3 separate regions of the Sus scrofa genome follow, and all the other regions are linked to region 2. The links are chromatin contacts, called in public Hi-C maps. All regions are on one chromosome and are shown on one strand. Each heading gives the region's core, a stretch centred on a gene start, on an enhancer-like site or on the middle of the called end of the contact. The rest is flanking DNA. Distances are from core to core; before and after follow the strand shown. Region 1 has its middle 100 kb from the start of AKR1E2. Region 2 has its middle 37 kb from the start of AKR1E2. Region 3 has its middle 120 kb from the start of AKR1E2.

What was found. Hi-C and Micro-C count contacts between places; a contact is called where the count stands out from the background.
Region 1: a contact with region 2 is called in a Hi-C map of retroperitoneal adipose tissue, with 1.9 times the contacts expected there. The contact joins two enhancer-like sites. A contact is called at or near these places in 1 of 5 promoter capture datasets (liver), 7 of 47 Hi-C or Micro-C datasets (alveolar macrophages, brain, fetal heart ventricle and 4 more) and 2 of 2 datasets of contacts at active chromatin or transcription factors (alveolar macrophages and skeletal muscle).
Region 3: a Hi-C map of skeletal muscle shows a contact between it and region 2, with 5 times the contacts expected there. The contact joins two enhancer-like sites. A contact is called at or near these places in 1 of 5 promoter capture datasets (liver), 24 of 47 Hi-C or Micro-C datasets (adipose tissue, alveolar macrophages, embryonic fibroblasts and 14 more) and 1 of 2 datasets of contacts at active chromatin or transcription factors (skeletal muscle).

What each region holds. Positions count from the first base shown.
Region 1 is chr10:65,795,479-65,798,523 of Sscrofa11.1, forward strand. No RefSeq gene overlaps it. Among named protein-coding and RNA genes, the nearest start is that of AKR1E2, 100 kb to the left of the region's middle. Within about 2 kb of position 1,648, at least 14 of the 83 cell types and tissues checked have an H3K27ac peak or open chromatin away from gene starts, as enhancers often do. A contact at or near this core is called in retroperitoneal adipose tissue, where this site is marked.
Region 2 is chr10:65,728,239-65,731,684 of Sscrofa11.1, forward strand. No RefSeq gene overlaps it. Among named protein-coding and RNA genes, the nearest start is that of AKR1E2, 37 kb to the left of the region's middle. Within about 2 kb of position 1,848, at least 10 of the 83 cell types and tissues checked have an H3K27ac peak or open chromatin away from gene starts, as enhancers often do. A contact at or near this core is called in adipose tissue, fetal liver, retroperitoneal adipose tissue and 1 more, where this site is marked.
Region 3 is chr10:65,815,577-65,818,664 of Sscrofa11.1, forward strand. No RefSeq gene overlaps it. Among named protein-coding and RNA genes, the nearest start is that of AKR1E2, 120 kb to the left of the region's middle. Within about 2 kb of position 1,390, at least 29 of the 83 cell types and tissues checked have an H3K27ac peak or open chromatin away from gene starts, as enhancers often do. A contact at or near this core is called in adipose tissue, fetal liver, retroperitoneal adipose tissue and 1 more, where this site is marked.

The sequences.
Region 1 (3,045 bases), core at 398-2,897, 67 kb after region 2:
CATGCGCTTTTCTTGTGGTGAGATACGTAATTGCCATCTGTGGTAAGAGCTGCAAATCCAGCCCTTGGAGAACTTGAGCTGGTTTATTCCGTGTGTGTGTGCTGTTCTTAGCTGTGCTATGTTGAATTCAACCCTGAATCTGACCACTGAGTCGTATTCCTAACACAGTGTTTCGTTGTTGGGCTTAAGTCTGTGAAGATTACTTTTAAATGGGATCAATCCACAATTTATGTCAAAATATCTTTTTAAATACTAAAATTTCCCCTGCTCTTCAGGACTTTTTTTTTCCCTCATAATTTCTAAGGAAATGCTTTGTCATTTTTAGTGCTTCCCTCTAGTTGTCTCAACACTCTTCCAATGAAAAAAAAAAAATCACTGGGTAGCGATTTCTGTGGAATATTTCTCAGCACACTATAAATAGTCACAGCTGGCTCTCTTTTGTTTTCCTACATTTTTAATGGAAATGTAAAAATTTCCTGCTCTTTTGTTTTCCTACATTTTAATGGAAATGCAAAAAAAAAAAAAAAATCTGGTACATCCAGTACATCTTGAGATGTTATTGCGTACGTGAAACCATAAAATGTCTTCATGGAATGCCAGGAAATCCTAAAATTAAAACTATATTATTGTATTCATTCCCTCACTCAACAAATATTTATCGTATCTCTGACATGAGTCATGAGCTATGCTAAGTGCTGCTCCTTAAAGATGGTTGAGATGCAATCCTATTATAAAGCCGACCATTGTCTGAGGGAGGGTGGGACGCTCTTTCCCAGTTTTCCTCTTTCCTGTACTGATGCAGGCAGAACAGGTTCTGAGACACAGCCGTCTCTGTCTGCCTCCCTTTCTCTTCCTGAGAACCCCTCAACCAAGAGATTACTTCCTGGAGCTGCCTCACTGTGACTCTAGGCTTTGTCTTTCCCCTGCCCCGCTGTGTATGGACCTGCACTTTTTCACCGTCCTCCTTTCAGCTGTCTGTTAAGGTCACAAAGCCACCCAGGAGCTCTTTCATGCGGTACTGGTCGAGGACGATGGTGTGGGCCACCCGTGGGTCTGACCATCATTACTGCGGGGCTGTGCTGAGCCCCAGGGGGCACATTTTTAGGGACGGATAATTGGGCGCTTCTGGAAGACCGTGAAATAAATAATTTCAGATGAGGGGACCCCCTCCTAAACACAGTGTATCCCTTGGCTCCATGGTGGTAGTCTCTCTTTACGAACCAAAAAGGTATTTTCTCATTGAAAACCCGAGATAAGTGAAGGGTATTGTGTTCCTAACAGTTATTCTTAAAGATGCTATAAGAAAACCATCCATATCTTATCTGCAAAGGTGTCTTCTCTTCTCTTCCAAGCATCGTATAAAGTCTCTCTTCAATTTGCAAAAGGGAGAAAGATTATGAGACTGAAGTGCAATAATATTAAACAAAAATATAAGAATACATAAGTGGTTTCTCTGCCAAGGCCAAATCCACATGGGATAAATAAGAGATTAAAGCTTTCAAAAAGCATCCTCATGGCTTCTTATTGTCAAAAAGGGAGCAGAATGGGAAGCTGACGCCACAGGTGGGTGCGTAGCCTGGCTATTACTCTGAGCAGAATGTTCGGGCAAGCGGGGGGCGGTGGGGAGTCCCCGCAGAGCTTCCTCTTCGCCAGTCTCCAGCAGAGACTGAACTGCATTCCTCTCCCTCAGTTATGCCTCAGGAAGGGATAGCCCACACGGATGGAAGCAGCCCTCCATGCCTCAGTGTGAATTGAAGAGCTGCTTAGGTTTTAACAAAAGGAAGACTAAGTGTGAGAACCCAGGCTACAGGAGGGAAGGGTATCCCGCATTATGAAGGATCTAAGAATAGAAGGATAAAGAACTCTCAAGACAAAACACTCAGAGAAGTTGCTTCAGACGCATCGAGGGCGAGGGCGTCTGAACAACAACTCAAGGGATTTATTGCTTGGTGAATGTCGCAATTCTGAGGACTTACTCAGATGGAAGCTGAGATGTCCCACATTTATAGCTCGTATTGCCTTTCAGTGTGATGAAAGCGTTCCCCTTGTGTTGCCAAGATATTCATGCTTAAGTTCAAAACGGGCGGATGTCCATCAAGCCTTTGAAGTACGTTGGCCAAATGATTACGACTAGCTTAACACAGATGATGTACATTTTAGCATGTATTATTCAGCTGAAATGATTTTTAATCCCCATGCGTTCTGATGATGATCTGATAAAAGTTTAATGGTGCATTAGCATAGATGGGTTAGTTATTCCTACAAATATCAAAGCAAGCCTGGGTGGAACAAGTCTGTCCATTGTCTTTTGGGAACTTAGAAACTTTTCCATTGCTTGTGCTATTATTTCTGTGTTGTGGTGGTTATCCGAGAGAAGCCGTTTTTATTGGAATGTATTATTTGTGTTTGTTGTTGGCTTTAAAAATACTTTGCTTATTCACATAGGGTACAGACAGCTAAATGTTTGCGTGTTGAACTGTAATTAGTCACTAACTGTTCTAATAAGGCTTGACTGCCCATATTTAAGTGTCCTTTCACTCGTCATTGTTTCAGTGAATGTAACACAAACAATGCTTTATACACAGAGGTTTCTTGCATGAATCAGTTCCCTTCTTGACTGTTTTCATGTTCCTCCTTCCCTAAAGGAAATGTTTCCCAATAGCTTTCTGAAATCTTTATTGCCATCGTGATCTAAATAACTCAAGCAATGAAATTAATCCCTAAACACTGACATTGAGCAAGTCTAACTAACTCGCAGCAACTGTTTCCCATGACCTGCCCTGTGGTGGACATGGGCTCATGGTGATTGTCAGCCTGGCTGGCACAAGGGGAAACCGCGGCTCATCCGGCAACCGTTTGGGTTTGTGGTGGTTGTTCTTGGGAGAGTGTCTGCAAGTGCTCATGACAACAGATTTTCAATAATATGTGTAGCGCACTATGTGAAGGCCGTGTGGAGGGGTCAAGATGTGTAAGAGGAACAGGTATTGCGTTTTAGACTTTATTCTTCTTCCCCTACACTAGCCAAGGTGGTTTGGGGGCATTTTA
Region 2 (3,446 bases), core at 598-3,097:
GAGCCCATGGGACCCGGGAGGGAGGAGAAGTGGGAAGAAGGTGCCGACGTGCAGTCCCTGGCCAGCCGAGAGCCGGGAGCAGGCGGGACCCAAAACAGAGAGGAGAGAGGACTTCTTTTTTTTTCTTTTGATGGACTGGAGGAAGGTTTTTTAAGTTTATTTTTAGTTTGACATGTTCTTTTTTGTTTTATTATTATTATTTTATTAAAGTATAGTTGATTTACAATGTTTCATCAAGTTCTGTTGTACAGCAAAGTGACCCAATCACACACATTTCCCTGTTCTGTACGTTAGGGACCCACAGCCCATTCCTTCCAAATATAAGTTTTCATCCAACCCCCCCCCCCAAATGCCCATGCATCCCACTCCCTCCCCTTCTCCCCTTGGGAACCCCAAGTCTGCTCTTCTTGGCCATGATCTGTTTCTGTTTTTTGTGTTTGTTTTTTTGTTTTTGTTTTTTGGAGAGGATTATCTGAGCCATATTGTAGATTCCACAAACAAGCGATACCATATGGTATTTGTCTTTCTCTTTCTGACTTCACTTAGAATGAGTCTCTAGATCCATCCATGTTGCTGAAGATGGCATTTGTTTGTCTTTTTTATGACTGAGTAATATTCCACCATGTATATGTACTGCATGTTCTTAATCTACTCATCTGTCAATAGACATTGAGGTTGTTTCCATGTCTTGGCTATTGTGAATAGTGCTGCTATGAACACAGGGATGCGTGTATCTTTTTCAGTGAAACTTTTGTCCAGATATATGCCCAGCAGTGGAATTGCTGGATTATATGGTAGTTCTATGTTTAGTTTCCTGAGGTACCTCCATACCATTTTCTAAAAGAATTCAGTGCTCCCTGAGTGGACTCTGCCTGAGGTTTTGTGTTTTAAAAAAACGATTTATTGTTCCCCTTGTGGCTCATCAGTAAAGAACCTGACTTGTATCCATAAGGATGAGGTTCCATTCCTGGCCTCTCTCTGTGGATTAAGGATCTGGCGTTGCTGTGAGGTGTGGTGTAGGTTGCAGACATGGCTCAGATCTGGTCTTGCCGTGGCTGTGGCCTAGGCCGGCAGATGCAGCTCCTATTCGATTCCTAGCCTGGGAACTTCCATAGGCCCATATGCTATGGGTGCGGCCCTAAGAAACAAAACAAAACAAAACCCCTATTTGTTATTATATTTATTTTTAATTAAAATATGGTTGATTTACAATGTTGTACCAGTCTCTGCTGTATAGCGAAGTGGCCCAGGCATATATGTATACATACGTATATATATACATTCCCTTTCCTGTGTTATTTTCCAGCATGTTTTATCCCAAGAGTCGGGATATGGTTCCTGTCCTGTACAGTAGGACCTCATTGCTCATCCATTCTACATGTACTAGTTTTATCTGCTAACCGCAAACTCCTCCTCGCTCCCGGCTTCCCCTTGGCAACCACAAGTCTGTTCTCTTATGTAAAAGAGCACTTTTTAGAGCCGTTTTAGGTTTACAACAAAATGGAGAGGAAGGTACAAATATTTCCCATATGCCCTCGGCTTCCCAAATGCCTAGCCGCCCCCGCCATCTACATCCCCAACCAGAACTGCCTTTTCTTTTAAACCAAAGATGAGCTTACATGGACTTTTTTTTTTTTTTTAATTTACAAAGAAGAGAATAAAAACTAAGTCGATCAAAGCCTCAGGAATGAATGGCCCACGTGCACGTCACCCCTCGTTTCACGTTCCTTTCTTCTCAGTGAAAAAGCTCATTTATCAGAAGCAAAACACAACCTTAATATCCGCGTGTGGCCGGAGAATTTGTTTACATGGACCTTGTCCTACCTCCCACGTCCTGTAGATGGAGCTACATCCTCAGGCACAAGTTCCTTGTTTCCACATCTTCCAGGTTTCAGGAAAGGACATCCCTGAAAGACAGTTTTAGTGTCTGCCCTGAAGACTTTTCATTGCTTTTACCGTGGGTAGTGCTACAACGTGCAAGACTTGGTGCTAAAGAAAAAGCACGTTTTTTTTTTTTTGGTGTGTGTGGCTTTTTAGGGCTGCACCTGCGGCATATGGAGGTTCCCAGGCTGGGGTCCAATCAGAGCTGTAGCCCCTGGCCTATGCCACAGCAACGAAGGACCCAAGCTGAGACTGCGACCTACACCACAGCTCACAGGCAACACCGGATCCTTAACCCACAGAGCGAGGCCAGGGATCCAGCTGGCATCCTCTTGCCTGCTAGTTGGATTCGTTTTGGCTGAGCCACAGGAACTCCAAAACAGAACGTTTTTGAGAGGCAAGTCTTGCACCTGCTCCCCTGTCTTTGCAGGGAGCCCGTTTTAAATAACATTGGCCAACATGTTGCTGGTATTTGGTATTTCTGTGCTTTGTGAACAGTTAAACTGCAAAAGGGCCCATTATTCGGAGTCCTTTTCCACAGGTGTTTCCTGTGTCCTGGCCTCGTCCCTTGCTCCGTGTGACTGAATGACCATATATAGCCAATTGCAGTGACCTGTTGTGTTTCCCCCAGTCGGTGAGCAAACATTGCCTATCTGTGGACGGAGGGGTGCACTTTATTTCTTCCCCACGTGGTTTCCAAGGGATGTGAGAACACAATGTGTCAGGCCGACAGGAAACTCAAAAAAAGAAACAGAAAGAGAAAAGGTTTTAAAGGATCTGACTGTGTCTGTGACATGGCACCGGATCTGTTCATGGATTCCAAAACCAGGAGGAGAAACTTGGTGCTTTAAAAGGAAAAGAAAAATCCAAGCGATGTGGAAAGGACTTTGAATAGCAATATTAATCTAGAAAACATTTTTATCAAGGGAATTTGCCTATGTCTTGGATGCTTTTTAACTTACTCAACAGGGCACTGAGTGCATTTTGCTTCTTGATATAAGAAGAAAAGAACCCTTCAAGAAGTTTTTAAGATGTTTTGTTATTCTTTCCTAGTAAATCCCAAATTTGTAGGTTGAGTCGGAGGCGTCTTAAAATCCAACCAATGATTTTAATTGTAACCGAAATATCATCTTGCACGTAAGACACGGTAATCATTTAGAAGTTTGCTGACAGAGATGCTCACAGCCAAGTAAATATTTTGCTCCACATTTTTAAGTGGGCTGTTAAAAATTTTACCCCTCCAGTGTAATTTTCATTCTCTAAAGCTATAATATTTTCAATAATCAAACCTCTTTCTTTTTTTCTTTTTTTGGATTAATATGTGAATTTTCAGATTGCGTTAATTTCACGAATGGAGGAACTTTACCTTTATGTTTCAAATAGTTCTCAAAATACTGGAATAACCAATGCCATGGTTAGAATTTGGATGTATCATGTATAATGGTTTTCAGAGGTTAGAGGATTACAGGAACATACGAAGTAGTGGTTCTCAAAACAATGTCTGGGGCTGGTCCTTAAAAAAAATTAAGATAATTACATTTTCTCAAAGTTATATTTACTATTAT
Region 3 (3,088 bases), core at 140-2,639, 87 kb after region 2:
GTAAGTCATGAGCAAGAAGAAATGCTTGTGTTTGAAAATGACAAGTTCTCATTTATGTGTCACCAACCCTAATCCAATATATTCCTGAATCGTATATTATTTATATGGACTTATTTTTAAAGCAATTGTCCCATGTTTTTAAAGCAGATTTAAGAATATGGTCTAAAAAAGCCTGGACCAAGTTTCAATATATAATGATGGAATCTCTTCAAATAACTCAACAGGCACTGAAGGATTCATGCTGACTGCGGTATGTCTCAGAGTCAGAATCTGCCATCAGGACATACGGTGTAGGTAGGTTTGCTTTCACATTGATTTTTCTTCTTGTTTCAGCCTGTGTGATTCCCTGACTACCACGGTTGAGGTGGCTGTTTTAATTTGGTTACGGCCAAGGCAAGGCTGTGTTTATCACCTTGCCCACATTTTTCCTTCAAACCAGCGCATGAAACTGAATTCAATGAGCACTGCTGAAAGCAGGTCTAAGAAAGGCATTTGGCTTCAAGGTCCTCTGCTGACCGTAATAAATTGCTCGTGAGACTGTAGATCTGAAGACTTTATTGTATCCAAACTGGCTCTGAGGAAATGCTGAATTTCATAAATAATAATAACAGCAATGACGATGAACTTGGATGTGTCAACTTTCCAAGCAAATTGGAGCTGCACGTAACTTCAAAAGGAAGAAATGCTTTTGCTAGCTGTGGACTTAGAAATGCAGATGTGTCATACTTTAGGCTCTTGATTAGAACAAAACCCTGACAAATGCAGAATCATTTGTAAAAATAGGCATGTGTGAATACTACACATATTCTACATATATACATCATATGCAGTATACACACACACAATACTATGTAAAACTACAGGTATAGAAATACGGACACAAACACAGGCATACATTTAAAAAGCACACTATAAAAATATATATGTTCAAAGATATAAAGTATGCTAAAGTACATAAATGCTATAAAAGTGTGCATGTAATATATGACTATTATTAGTACATGTATTACATACACATATGTAATATATTACACATTAATACCATTATTAATATTAGTAGTATATTCTAAGTATATAGACTAATATATTTTAAAATATATACTCTTTTAATACACACTATAGTATATACTGATGTATTTTTTAAAACTGAAAGAAACCTAGTTTCCTTTTTATTTGTGTTCCTACGGGTGGCAGCCGCTTTTTTCCGGGTCTCTCTCATTAGCCGTGATTAGGATATTCCCTAATTCTAAGTCCTCATTTCTCAGTGTAGACTGTGGGTCCCCAGCCTGGGAGGAGGGAGCGGGGTTTCCCGGTTTTATAAACACAAGTCTCCCTGGAGATTCCTACCAACAGAGGACGAGGCTCCCCGGACACTTACTGAGGGTGGCCACTAGGGGGCACAGGTGTCCACGTTTCTGCATTTGGGGCAGCTGTGCTTCCCTGGCGCTGGGAAACTCTGATTCAGATCATTGCTGCAATTAGAGTTTTCAGGTGAAGATTTCCCCGTCTTTTCAAGTCTTTTCAGCCTTGAAACAAATTACATTTTATCGTTGTAAAGGTTAATTCAAATTCAGTGAACAATTTGGAAAATACCTAAGGTAGGACCACAGAAACAAAACCAAGGATGACCACTAAAATTTCCATCATCAAGAAATAAATATTCTGACAATATTTTGGTTTTCTGCCTATATGTTTTTGTGTATTTGTGTGTGTGTGTATATATATATAATTATATTATGAAATGAATGTTACAAAATGAATATAAATGAAAATTATATTATGAAATACCCAAAATTATATAATTTAATATATAATGTATATTTATATCTTATATCATATTTGCATATACCATATCATTCATACATGTATAGTTTTCAAAAATGGAGATTGCTTTGAAATACTCAATTATATTCTGTTTCTCTTCTCATTTCATTTATACTTTTTCTCAGTTTGGGTGGTGAACACATACATTTCATGACAAAATATATGAGAATTGAGCACTCTGCAAAAGGGATTCAGCATTGTACTGACTGTGGGCTCCATGAAATAAAATGAGGGCAGGGGGTTCCCCTCACGGCTCAGTGGTTAACAAACCCGACTAGCATCCGTGAGGACGCGGGTTGGATTCCTGGCCTCACTCAGTGGGTTAAGGATCATGAGCTGTGGTGTAGGTCGCAGATGCGGCACAGATCCCGAGTTGCTGTGGCTGTGGCTGTGGCCAGCAGCTGTAGCTCCAATTCGACCCCTGGCCTGTGAACTTCCATATGCCACGGGTGTGGACCTAAAAAACAAAAACAAAAAAAAGAAAAGAAAAAAAAGAGGGCATATCTCCAATTTTCATCAGCACGTCTGGGTCACAGACTCAGGAGAGACTTCATTGCAAGCTCATATTCTACCCTACTTGCTGCAAAGAGCCTTAGCTAGTTTAAGGATGTCAAAATCTTAGCATATCCTATTGCTAAAAGCTCTGGTTTTACATGCGGTACCGTGGTACGACTTTTATGCCTTAGAACTTTCCATCTTGCCATCTTCCAGCCTTTGGAAGACATGTTTTCTGCAGTATTTACTTGGAATATTTTCCCATCATTTTTGTATTCTATTGGGTAACTTGGAAAGCTTGACTAATATAATCTTTCAGACTGCCAAGAACTAACAGGCAGAAATTAGATCAGCTAAGTTTACTCTTTCTCTTAATAAATATTTTGTGAGACTCTGCTGCAGTCTGATTCATGGACAAATGTTACACAAGGCAGACTTTGCCTACTTTCTAGCCTCTGCCTAAAATGCCACTCTCAGCAGCAAAGTGATGTGTTTCTCTGTCACCTCTAGGTACAGAAAGAAAAACTTTAGTTTGGACATTACTGAGTCAGGCACACAAACCTAGAGACCTCGCAGGTCTGTAGTGAGGCGAGGAATGCGGTAGGTCCCAGGGTTACGGCTCAAACCCCGTGTCTTGCACTCTTGGGGCTCATTAATGACTTCTAAGGCCTTCCTGTAACCACTGGGACAATTAATTTAATTAAAATCAACCTAATTCAGCCAACATCCGGTTCTGCTAGAGAATATATTAGATACTCTCATGCATTAA